2 separate regions of the Rattus norvegicus genome follow, and region 1 is linked to region 2. The links are chromatin contacts, called in public Hi-C maps. All regions are on one chromosome and are shown on one strand. The core of a region is the stretch at or near the end of the contact, and the rest is flanking DNA. Distances in the headings are between cores, read along the strand shown.

Region 1 (5,030 bases), core at 1,655-4,154, 38 kb after region 2:
GCAGAGACAGAGAGAATTGTTCTGGAAGCTCTGTTGGGAGGACGTGTGGTGACTATCTTATCTTGCGCTCACAGGGACTGAAGAAGCATACTGTACACCGTGATGCTGGGGTAGAAGGAGGCAGGACACAGGACAAGATAAGAAGATAAGCAGCGTGAAAGTAGGGCCGAACCCTTTGGCCATACAAAGATGGGTAGGGGAGGCCTGTGTCCCTGCTCTGGTTTGCAAGGCAGTCAATTGTCCGGGTGTATCTACTTCTGCCTGGAGTGTATACTTTTAATCTGCACCAGTGTGCTCAAGGTCTTTAGTCTCTTTGTGTCTCCTTTAATCATCTGAAAGTAAAGACAATGAATAACAGGGCTAATCTCAGGGCTGTTGGGAAGAGAGTCAGCCTGATGGTGGGACTGGATGCATATGTTGTGCACTCTTGGTGAGTGCTAGAGCTGATCATTAAACTCCAAGCCTTAATATTAGTCCTCTACTCCACACACACAATCTGACCAGCGCTCTCGGCCTAGCAGAACCCCAAAACTCAAACTCAAGGGTTAGAATAGTAATGGACTCAAGCAGCTATTTAAATATTTGTGACAAGAAGAGACACCATCTCTCTCTCCTCCCTCCCTCCTTTTTTCCCTCCCTCTCTCCCATCTCTCTCTGTCTCTCCTGTCCTGATAAGTCTCTTGAAAGCTAATGGAGCATAGTTGAGCTTATAGAGTCTTTTCTCCCAATAGTGGCAAAGTGTACACAACAGAAAACGGAACACTTTAACTGTTGTAAGTGCACAGTTTAGTGGCATTAAATATCCTCCACTGTTTGTTACCTGTCTCTACCATTCATCTCGAGAATGTTCTCATCTCCTCAACAAAAACTCGCTCTACTTCAGGCTCCGGAAACCACTAATTAAAAAAACCCAAACATGTTTGTTTGTTTGTTTAGAGAGGAAAAGAGAAAGAGAGAGAGAGAGAGAGAGAGAGAGAGACAGAGAGACAGAGAGACAGAGACAGAGACACAGAGACAGAGAGAGACACAGAAAGTGTCTGGAGGTCAAAGGACAACTTGCAGGGGTCGGTTTTCCCCTTCTACCACCCAGGTAAGTCTTGGAGATCAAATTCAGTTATCAAGCTTGAAGAAAAACTATTTTTACCCACTAGGTCATCTTGCTGCACTCCCCCTCCTCTGTTCCTACTTTAAAAAACAAAATTAAGACAAGATCTCATATATCCAGGCTGGCACTAAGCTTTCTGTGAAGCTAAGGGTGACTCTGACTCCTCCTGCACTCACCTCCCACCTGCTAGAATCACAGTCGTGGATCACCACATCAGGTTCTGCGTGGTGCTGAGGAGAGGGTCGAACTCAGGGTTTAGTGTCCGAAACATGCATCCCACCAACTGAGCTCCATCCTGACCCCATCCTTCGTGTTTATAAACCCTCCTGTTTGGGTACCTTATATAAGTCGAATTACACTGTCCATTTGTGACATTTCACTGTTTTTATGATCTTAGGCTTTATCATCTTGAAAAAGAGCTTTCTCTTCTGTGGCATGCTGTAGAGATAGTACCCGCCTCCTGGTGAACGTGAGGCAAGGTATACAAGGCTCTTAGCCAGCTGTTGGCACACACAGGTGTGCAGTGTAACACCCAAGTGTGTATGGTAAGGCCGGTGGACATCAGTACATATGCAGTGTTGTACGTGGGTATCTATGTGGATATTACAGATCTGAGGAGAAGTGGTGTAGCGCAGACGGTGAGGGTTTCCTCACGGAAAGTGCTACCGCTCTGAAGGGGAAGGTTTCCTGGCAGTGGGAGCCAAGGAACACCACAAAGCCGTACCGCATAACAAATTTCATAGGAGAGATTTATTGGGAGGGAAAAACCCAGGAGGGTGACTGCCTCTGCTCAGACAAGAAGCAGCAGAGAGCCGAGCTTTGTACTGGGCTTCGGGGAGGCGGGGAGGGTAGAATTTTCCAGGGGTGGGGGTGGGGTGAAAGTGGGGGTGGGGTGGGACAGAACTTTCCAGGGTAGAAATTTCCAGGGTGGGGATTCGTGGACTTCAACTCCTGATCTTGGGCTTTTTACTCTGTAGGGCAAAGATGGACCGCCTGAGTGGCGATTATAGCAGAGTTTTCTGTGAGTGGAACCAGGCGGTTGGAGAGCCTCAGGGGCAAGGCCTGGCCACTTGCATGTGTGAGGGGCTTACGGGTATATTCTGAATTAACGGACTCTGGCACTTTACTGTATCTGGAGCTACCTTGAGCACTTTTCATTTCTTCACTCACTGAAGTCTTGTAAGGTGCCGTGACATTAGCTCAGTCGCTGAAACAGTGAAAGTGGAGCGAGGTCAGTGGCACTCAGTTACGTGGTTAGCTCCTGGCTTGTACAAGCTCACCTCCGATGTCAGTGCAAGCAGGATGAGCGGAGGGGTGCATCTCACTGGTGGTTCCCTGGCTTTGAGTAGATGAGACTGTAGGTCTCACCCATCCCCACTCCACTAACTTTACCATACACAACAGTGCCACATTGTCTCTACTGCCTCAGACCCTCAGCAGCCATCACACACTTGCTGGGCCGGGTGAACAGGGTGGGAAGGAGGCCCACGAGGACTGTGGACTGACAATGGTAGAGGAGCTGGCTGTTACTACTGAGTGTTTCTTCTGGGGGCCCTCCTCATGTCTGGGCACATATGCTGACCACCTTTGGACCTTGGAGAGATGAGGCACTGTGAAGGGGGCCTGGTGTACGCTCCGCACGTGATGCAAGCAGGCCACGCCTTTCCTGTCCCTGGCACTAAGCCCAGCAATCATTGATCCCACGTGGTCCTTGCCCTGTTGAGATTAGAAAAAAAAAGTTTACTCTTCTAGGCCACCTCCCATCCAGGCTTTATTGCTTTCTGGACACCTTTGGTGAACGTCCCCAGTCCTTTAAAAGCGCAGAGTCTAGCGGACCAGTCTGAGTTCTGGAGTTAAGTGAGCACATCTCCTTCAGCTGGTGCAGCTCCTGGAGCTCTGACTCCCACCTTCCGGAGCAGATATGTCTGGGGAGGTAAGTCTGTTACCTGGGCAAAAGCACTAAGGATGTGTTCAAGGCCGGGGATGGGGGCTTCTGTTTGGGAACCTCTGCTACCCGTGTTTCCTGTCTTTCTCCCTACGGCAGACGCCGATGTGTAGTATGGACCTACGTGAGATCAAGGGGAAGGAGACCAACATGGCTGACAGTTACCATGGCATGTCCTGGTATGAGCAGTACATACAACCGTGTGTGGTGGAACTTTTGGGCTCCGCTCTCTTCATCTTCATTGGGTGTCTATCGGTCATCGAGAACAGTCCAAATACTGGGCTCCTGCAGCCTGCCCTGGCTCATGGGCTGGCCTTGGGGCTCATCATTGCTACCTTGGGGAACATCAGGTGAGACCAGATCTCAGTATTTAGCCTAGCGCCGATCTGGGGAACTCTTGGGCACCCACTTACGGCCTTACAAGTGTGGGAGTGGGGTCATCTAGCTCTGCAGCTTGTGAAGCCTATTGCATAGGAATCATGCTCTTACTGTATTTTAAAGTTAGTTTTCGAGCCAACACACACCTATTGCCAGCCATGCCTCTGCCCTATCCTGAGCATGCTACTCTACTCTAGTGAGAAACGTTAAGAAATAGGTTCTGTTATTTCCCGTTTTATATTTGCAAAAGAGGAAAGTCCACACCACCGATATGAGGTATTTGCTAGAAGGTGGTGGAGCCAGGAGTCAAATTCAGGCTGTCTGACTATAGTGCCCAAAGCCAAGTGTCTCCGGGAGAAAGGATCGGGGGTGGGGTGGTGGTGGTGCTCAGTACTCACTACTGTTGCTGTTGCTCTTTGGAAGTGAATTAGAAAAAGCAAAGCCCCAAGTTTGTTTATCCACTGGGGTACACAGGGGCTTCATCCTGACAAGAGGTTTTTTCTTTCTTTCTTTCTTTTTTAAAGCAGAAACGTGACCCTTGGTGTTTAATCTGGGGAGGAGCTCAGTAGAGCGGGTTGAGGGAAGGTGGGCTGTTTCCTAGCAGAGTCAACTGTAATGGCGGATATCCCGCTTGGAACATCTGACTCGGGGAACTGGGATAGAGCTGTTTTCTATCTCACTCTAAATCAGATCTGAGTGAGGACAGAGAACTCACTGTTCTCTAGAAAGAAACAATGGACACTTTATTATCTCTTTAAATGGCCAAGGCGGGCTGTGAGTGGGATGAAAGGCACATGACCTTCTATCTAGGTAGGCCTGGTGGCTTCCTGGCTGGGTGACCAAGGCGAGCCTCTGAGCTTGTATTTAGTTGCGTGATGTAGAAGAAGACACCATGTGGGCTTCGGTGAAGCCCGGAGTATTGACTAGCAGACAGAAATGCCTGCTGAACACGCACCAGCATGTTGGGTTGCACTCTGCTGTGTGGACTGTAGATGGCACTCGGGCCACATTTCTGAAGGGCCAGAGCAAGCTCTGAGGAGTCAGAATAAACCATGGATGTTTCCTTATGCGTTTGTCTCTAAGGCCACCTAGGGCCCGGGTTTAGGGCCTGCTCCACCTATCCCCAGATCTCTCTGTGCCTCTTCCTCCAACACATGGAAGAATGGGAGAGATTTGCTTATGACAGAGATGGCGCTGGCTCCAGCCTATAGGCTGAGCTTGGGGGACAGGTTGACATACATGCTCTCAAGGGACATCCCTGTGTGAGCCCTGGACAGTGACCTCATGGCTTCCTTCTTTTCTTGGTTGTAGCGGTGGACACTTCAACCCTGCTGTGTCGCTGGCAGTCACACTGGTTGGAGGCCTCAAGACCATGCTGCTAATTCCCTACTGGGTCTCCCAGCTGTTTGGGGGAATGATCGGAGCTGCCCTGGCTAAGGTGGGTGATCCCTGCTGTGACTGATGGAGTCCCCTTCCCCCTCTCTTCCCTTGAGTTGATACTCCATGCTTGAAATCTTTGAAATCTTTCTATCAATCAAAAAGGCTAGTTCCTGGGCCAAGAAGATGCCCCAGCAGTTAAGAGCACTGGCTGCTCCTCCAGAG
Region 2 (5,284 bases), core at 534-3,033:
CATTTCTTACTCTGTGCATCCTCTCTGTCCTTTCCCCTTTCCTTTGGAGACCTAGAGGCACAGTTTGGGGTCCATTACAAAGTCATGTGCAGAACCCTTGACCTTGCTGTTCGTCAGATCTTACTGACAGGAAAGTGTTCATTATTTAGGCAGAGTGCTTTGGGAGTGCAGTCTTGTAGGCTGGTGCTCTCTGGATTCTTGTGGAAGCTTCTTTCTTGTGAGGCTGGCTTCCACTGGGTACATGTCAAGGCAATGTTTTGAACAACCCTGGTCTGGCATTTATAATGCAGTTGCTTTGGCAAATTTTATTCTAGACAGCCATCTGGGAATCGCTGGTGAACATCAGCCACAGGGAGGTAACTTTCTTCTGGTCATTCATTTGTCCCATGCAGCCATGGCCTTTACAGACGGCAACATGTAACCCTAACAGAGACAAGAGATGATGGGCTTTGCTTTGTTTACCCTGAAAACGTTTCCTGACCCTGGGTGTCACATGGGTTTTGTCTGCACAAGGGATAAGGGATAAAAACAGGCCACGAGCACTCCTGTTCTCAGGAGCCCACATGCTAGTGAACAGCCTCACAGTTGCACTGTGTCCTGCTAGTGATGGTTGCTCCATTCTGGAAGCTGCATTAGACCCTGTGCTTTCCTTTCTAGAACATTATTAGGTAATGTGCCCTGGATGTTTTGTTAGTCAGCATCTGTTACTATGACACATCTGAAATCAACTTAGAAAAGGGGTATTTTGCTTCACAGTGTGGAGATTCATCCCAGGGTTAGCTAGTCATTACTTTGGTACTGTGTTAATGTATGTAGCAGAGCACATGGTCCTCTCATGGCCAGGAACCAGAGGAGATGACAGGCAGCTGAAGGCAAGCAGGGCACCCACTGCTACCTGGAAAGTCTTCAAAACATTTGCATCTGGGTTGTTTGGGGCTGTCCTTGCTGTAACTCCTGGGCAACACTGTTTCTTTATTCCTGTCCTAGTAACTGTACCATGGGCCTAGTATCCTGCCTCTCTTCTACCAGGGCTGTCTTTGTTTGGTTTTGGTTTTGGGGTTAATTACTTTTCTGTTCCTGTGATAAAACACTCAAACCAAAAGCAGCTTGGATGGAAAAGAGCTTATACTTCCAAGCTGTAATCCATTCTTGAAGGAAGTCAAGGTAGGAGCTCAAGCCACGAACTGAAGCACAGACCATAGAGGAATGTTGCTGACTGGCTCATTCTATCACGTCTGTGCTCTCTTTCTTACACAGTCCAGGACCTCCTGCCTAGGGATGGTACTTCTTGTAGTAGGCTGGGTCCTCCTGCTTCAGTGAGCAGTGGAGACTGTGCTATAACCGTGCCTGGGGACCATCTGATCTAGACAGTTCCTCAAAGGCTCATTCTCAGGTGACTCTTGCTTGTGTGCAGTTGATAGAAAAACTAACTTGACCATTTAAAATCTTTATTTTTATTTAAGTGTGTGTCTGTCATGCATGCTGTATTTGTGGGGTTTTGTGAGCCAGACAAGTACAGAAGATCCCCGAGAGCTCTTTACAGGTCGTTGTAAGCTTCCCCATGGGTGCTGGGATTCAGGTGTCCTCTGCAATGAGTGCTGAGAACAGGAAGAGCAGGAAGTGGCCCCGTTTTGTTTTGTTTATTTTCCCCTCCAGGCTGGGCTACATTCTTTCCAGTCTTTCCACTCCTGCACTTTGGCACTGAGTCTCACTGTGGACAGTCCTGCTGCAGGGGACCATGGGCTTTGTACCAGACAAACTAGTCCGTTATTTTTCATCTCCACCCACACACAGCCTTTGGCATGGGCACAGTCAGTTTGTCACAGTGTGACAAGGCTGGTCTCAAGTCCAGTTCCCACACCAGTTTCCTTTCCACCATAATGTCTGCTTTTCACCAGCATCTCAGCCTCGCTCTTGCCTGCCCCTCTGCACTTCCCACACTCCTCCAGCACACCGTGCCTAAAGGCTGTCCAGCAGTCAGGTCTGTGGCAGCAGCAAAGCATGTCTTAATCTCTGTGCCAATATTCTACACTACTTAGCTTTCTGCTACTAATAACAGTACTTGAAACAATGCTGTGTAAAGTGAAAATATTTATTTTCCTTAGACTTTTAGAGGCATCCAGGCTACGACTGGTGGACACCATTACTTTTGACCTATTGTGAAGTCACATGATGACAGGAACTTGTTAGAGCAAAAGTTATATGACTCATGACCTTGTAGCAAAAGGAAAGACGAAGAATGGACTAGAACCTCACAGTTCTATTTGGGGACACACCTCCAGGTTCTTAAATTCCTCCTGCTAGGTCCCTTAAAGACTCCACCACCTTTCAACAGCGCCGCCCTGGGAAGAAATCCTTCAGCAGATGGGCCTTCAGGTTACTCTCACTCAAGCCATGTTAGATGCCTTTCAGTAGGAGCAGTTGGGATGCAACCACAGTACATTGTGGAGAGTCATTCTCCCTCCAGAGGTGGTCCTTAGGCTCCCAGGCCATGGCAGGGATGAGTGCTCAGCTATACACACATGCATACACATGGGCACACACCATGTGCACACAGACTGGAAGTGGCCCTCGGAGATTACTAGCACACAGTGGGGGTGTGGACCCTTGTTTACTTCATTCTGATACTCTTTGTTTTTCCCTCAGTTTTCCTAATAATGTGACTATATTCCCGTGGAGAGAGTACAGAGTATTGCCATTTTGTTTGCACGTGTTTCTGTATATATTTATTTACATTTAAAATGCTTTTTTTGGTAAAGTTATACCGACTCTCTGATTTTTCAAATAACAAAGAATTACAGAGTAAAAACCAAAGGAAAACATTTCTGTCATCCACCACCCATTTGTTTGCTACCTACCTCGAGACAACTTACTTTTCTAGCTTTGTTTGCGTTTCCCAGATTATTCTATGATTCCCAGAATGGGCATATACTAAGCACACATCCCATGCCGGCAGCCTGTCTGTAACTCAGGGCTTGTCTTGGAAGTACCCATGCTGCCATGCTAATCCACATGGCAAGCGCTCGTTCATATCCTGGCCCACAGACCCGATGTGTGAGCGTGTTTTAGTTCACTCAGGTGGCCCTCCGTAGTTCAGTTTTTGCTTGTTGCTAGGTTGGGGTCGTGGTGCGGTGAAGTGCCCTTGGCCTTGTGTCTGTGTACACAGGGTAAATTCTAAAGAGGAGGGTTAGTCTCGGCCAGAGGATGTCCTTTGTGTGAAAGAGGCCTAAGTGTCTTCCAGGAAGGCAGTCCTGTTTTGTCATCTTACTAGCAGGTGACAAAGTGTCTTTTCTTCCCTGTCCAGCTTTCAACCTTTGTCTGAGAGTTGAAAAACTGTCATGTTGGCTAGTTTTATGTCAACTTGACACAAGCTAAACTCACCTAAGAGCAGGAATTGAGAAAAATGCCTTCATATGATCCAACTGCAGAGCATTTTCTTAATTAGTGATTGACAGGGGTGGGCACAGCCCATTGTGGGTGGGGCCATCTCTGGGCTTACAGTACTGGGTTCTATAAGAAAGCAGGGTGAGCAAGGCACGAGGAGCAGTTCGGTAAGCAGCACCCCTCTGTGGCTCTGCATTAGCTCCTGCCTTCAGGTTTCTGCCCTGTGTGAGTTCCTGTTCTCACTTCCCGTGATGATCAACAGTGATGTGGAAGTGTAAATTGAATAAACCCTTTCCTCATCAACTGGCCTTGGTCATAGTGTTTCATCACAGCAATGTATCCCTAGACAGCTATCCTGTGTCTTTATTTAAATTTGTTTTCTCATAAATGAATGTGAAAACCTCTTGTTTTTCTTTTCTATCAGAGTGATCTCTTTTCTTCATCTTTTAAATTATTGTAAAAGTTTTTCATATTGAATTTTTAGCTCTTTATAGGGCAAAGAAATTAGTCCTTTTCCATTAGCATATCTTTCTGGTTTGCTTGTCTTGACTTTTGAGATAAGTAACCCTTCCTCCTCTTCCTTTCTCCTCTCACCCTTCCTTGTTCTCCCCCTTCCCCACTTCTTCCTTACCCTCCTTCTCTTTTCTTCAAGACTTTGCATATTCTAAGTGTGTGCTGTTCCCTGCACTAAAATTCCATTCCTCTTTCTTTTTTTTGAAAACGTATTTATTTTAATTTCATGTGTATGAGTGTTTTGCCTGCACATAAAGTACACATGCAGTGTGTGCCTGGTATCTGTCCCAGAGGCCAGAAGAGGGCACCAGATTTTCTGGAACTAGTGTCAAGGATAGTAGAGAGAGTCTGTATTAGATGGGTGCTAAAAATTGAACCTGGATCCTCTGGAAGTCCTCTTCACTGATGAGCCATGGCACTCTTCCCTTAGCCACAGCATGTGCATTCTTTTGTATCCAGCTTCTTTCTGTATAGTGCCAGGAACATGTCATGACTGAGGATCAGCAACTTCCTTTCTAACCCTGTGATCTACATCTCCTGTTTTGATTCCTGCACAGAATAGAATCCCTCGAGTTCCTGGATGAAATGGAGCTTCTAGAGCAGCTCATGCGGCATTACTGCCTGTGCTGGGCCACCCGAGGGGGCCAGGAGCTGGGTAAGAGATTGTGTTTCTCTCTTGGGTCTGCAGGCAGGGTAGCCTTCTTCTCCAAGAAGGAAAGGCACACCTGGAAGTTCAGGTTCACAGAACTAGAGAACATCTATGCATACCCACAGTGTGTCTGGAGAAGTCATGACACAGAATTAGGTGAACTCTTTAACCTACAAGTCCTCAAATAACCAGGCAGCCCTGTCCCACCAGCCATGGGATCTCTGCAGTTGGGAAAGTTGAAAACCTTGAGGGGTTAAAGTAATAATTTTAATAAAAATAACCAGCATTTATCCTTCTCAAGCTCAGAGCCAGGTTTAGTAGATACTAACATGTGGATCATTTGGTGTCTAAAAGACCCACTCAGGGGCTGGAGAGATGGCTCAGTGGTTAAGAGCACTGCCTACTCTTCCAGAGGTCCTGAGTTCAATTCCCTGCCCCCAAATGGCAGCTCACAGCTGTCTATAGCTTCAGTTCCAGAGGATCTGATGCCCTCACATAGACATACATGCAGGCAAAACAACAACACACTCAAAATAAAATAAATAAAATAAAATAAATTTTAAACAAAAGGACCCGCTCAGCTTCCAGAGCAGTTAGGGTTAAGTGTAGCTCCCTGGCAGAGGCAGACAAGACCATGAGGTTAGATAGCCACTTGGCACCTGGCTCTCTAGGTGGGACCCAGCTTCTGCTGACACTGCCTCTTGTTCTCGCTTCCCAGTGGTTCTGCCTTGAGCAGAA

What was found. Hi-C and Micro-C count contacts between places; a contact is called where the count stands out from the background.
Region 1: a Hi-C map of liver shows a contact between it and region 2, with 2.5 times the contacts expected there. The contact joins the promoter of Aqp8 here to the enhancer-like site in region 2. A contact is called at or near these places in 3 of 12 Hi-C or Micro-C datasets (the A7r5 cell line, kidney and liver).

The regions. Positions count from the first base shown.
Region 1 is chr1:187,421,539-187,426,568 of GRCr8, forward strand. Aqp8 (aquaporin 8) reads left to right here and starts at 2,905. Exons shown (of 6, transcript NM_019158.2): 1 at 2,905-3,038; 2 at 3,147-3,400; 3 at 4,740-4,866. The coding sequence starts at 3,027.
Region 2 is chr1:187,384,513-187,389,796 of GRCr8, forward strand. Lcmt1 (leucine carboxyl methyltransferase 1) reads left to right here. Exons shown (of 11, transcript NM_199405.3): 10 at 4,455-4,552. Among named protein-coding and RNA genes, the nearest start is that of Aqp8, 37 kb to the right of the region's middle. Within about 2 kb of position 1,784, at least 6 of the 93 cell types and tissues checked have an H3K27ac peak or open chromatin away from gene starts, as enhancers often do. A contact at or near this core is called in liver, where this site is marked.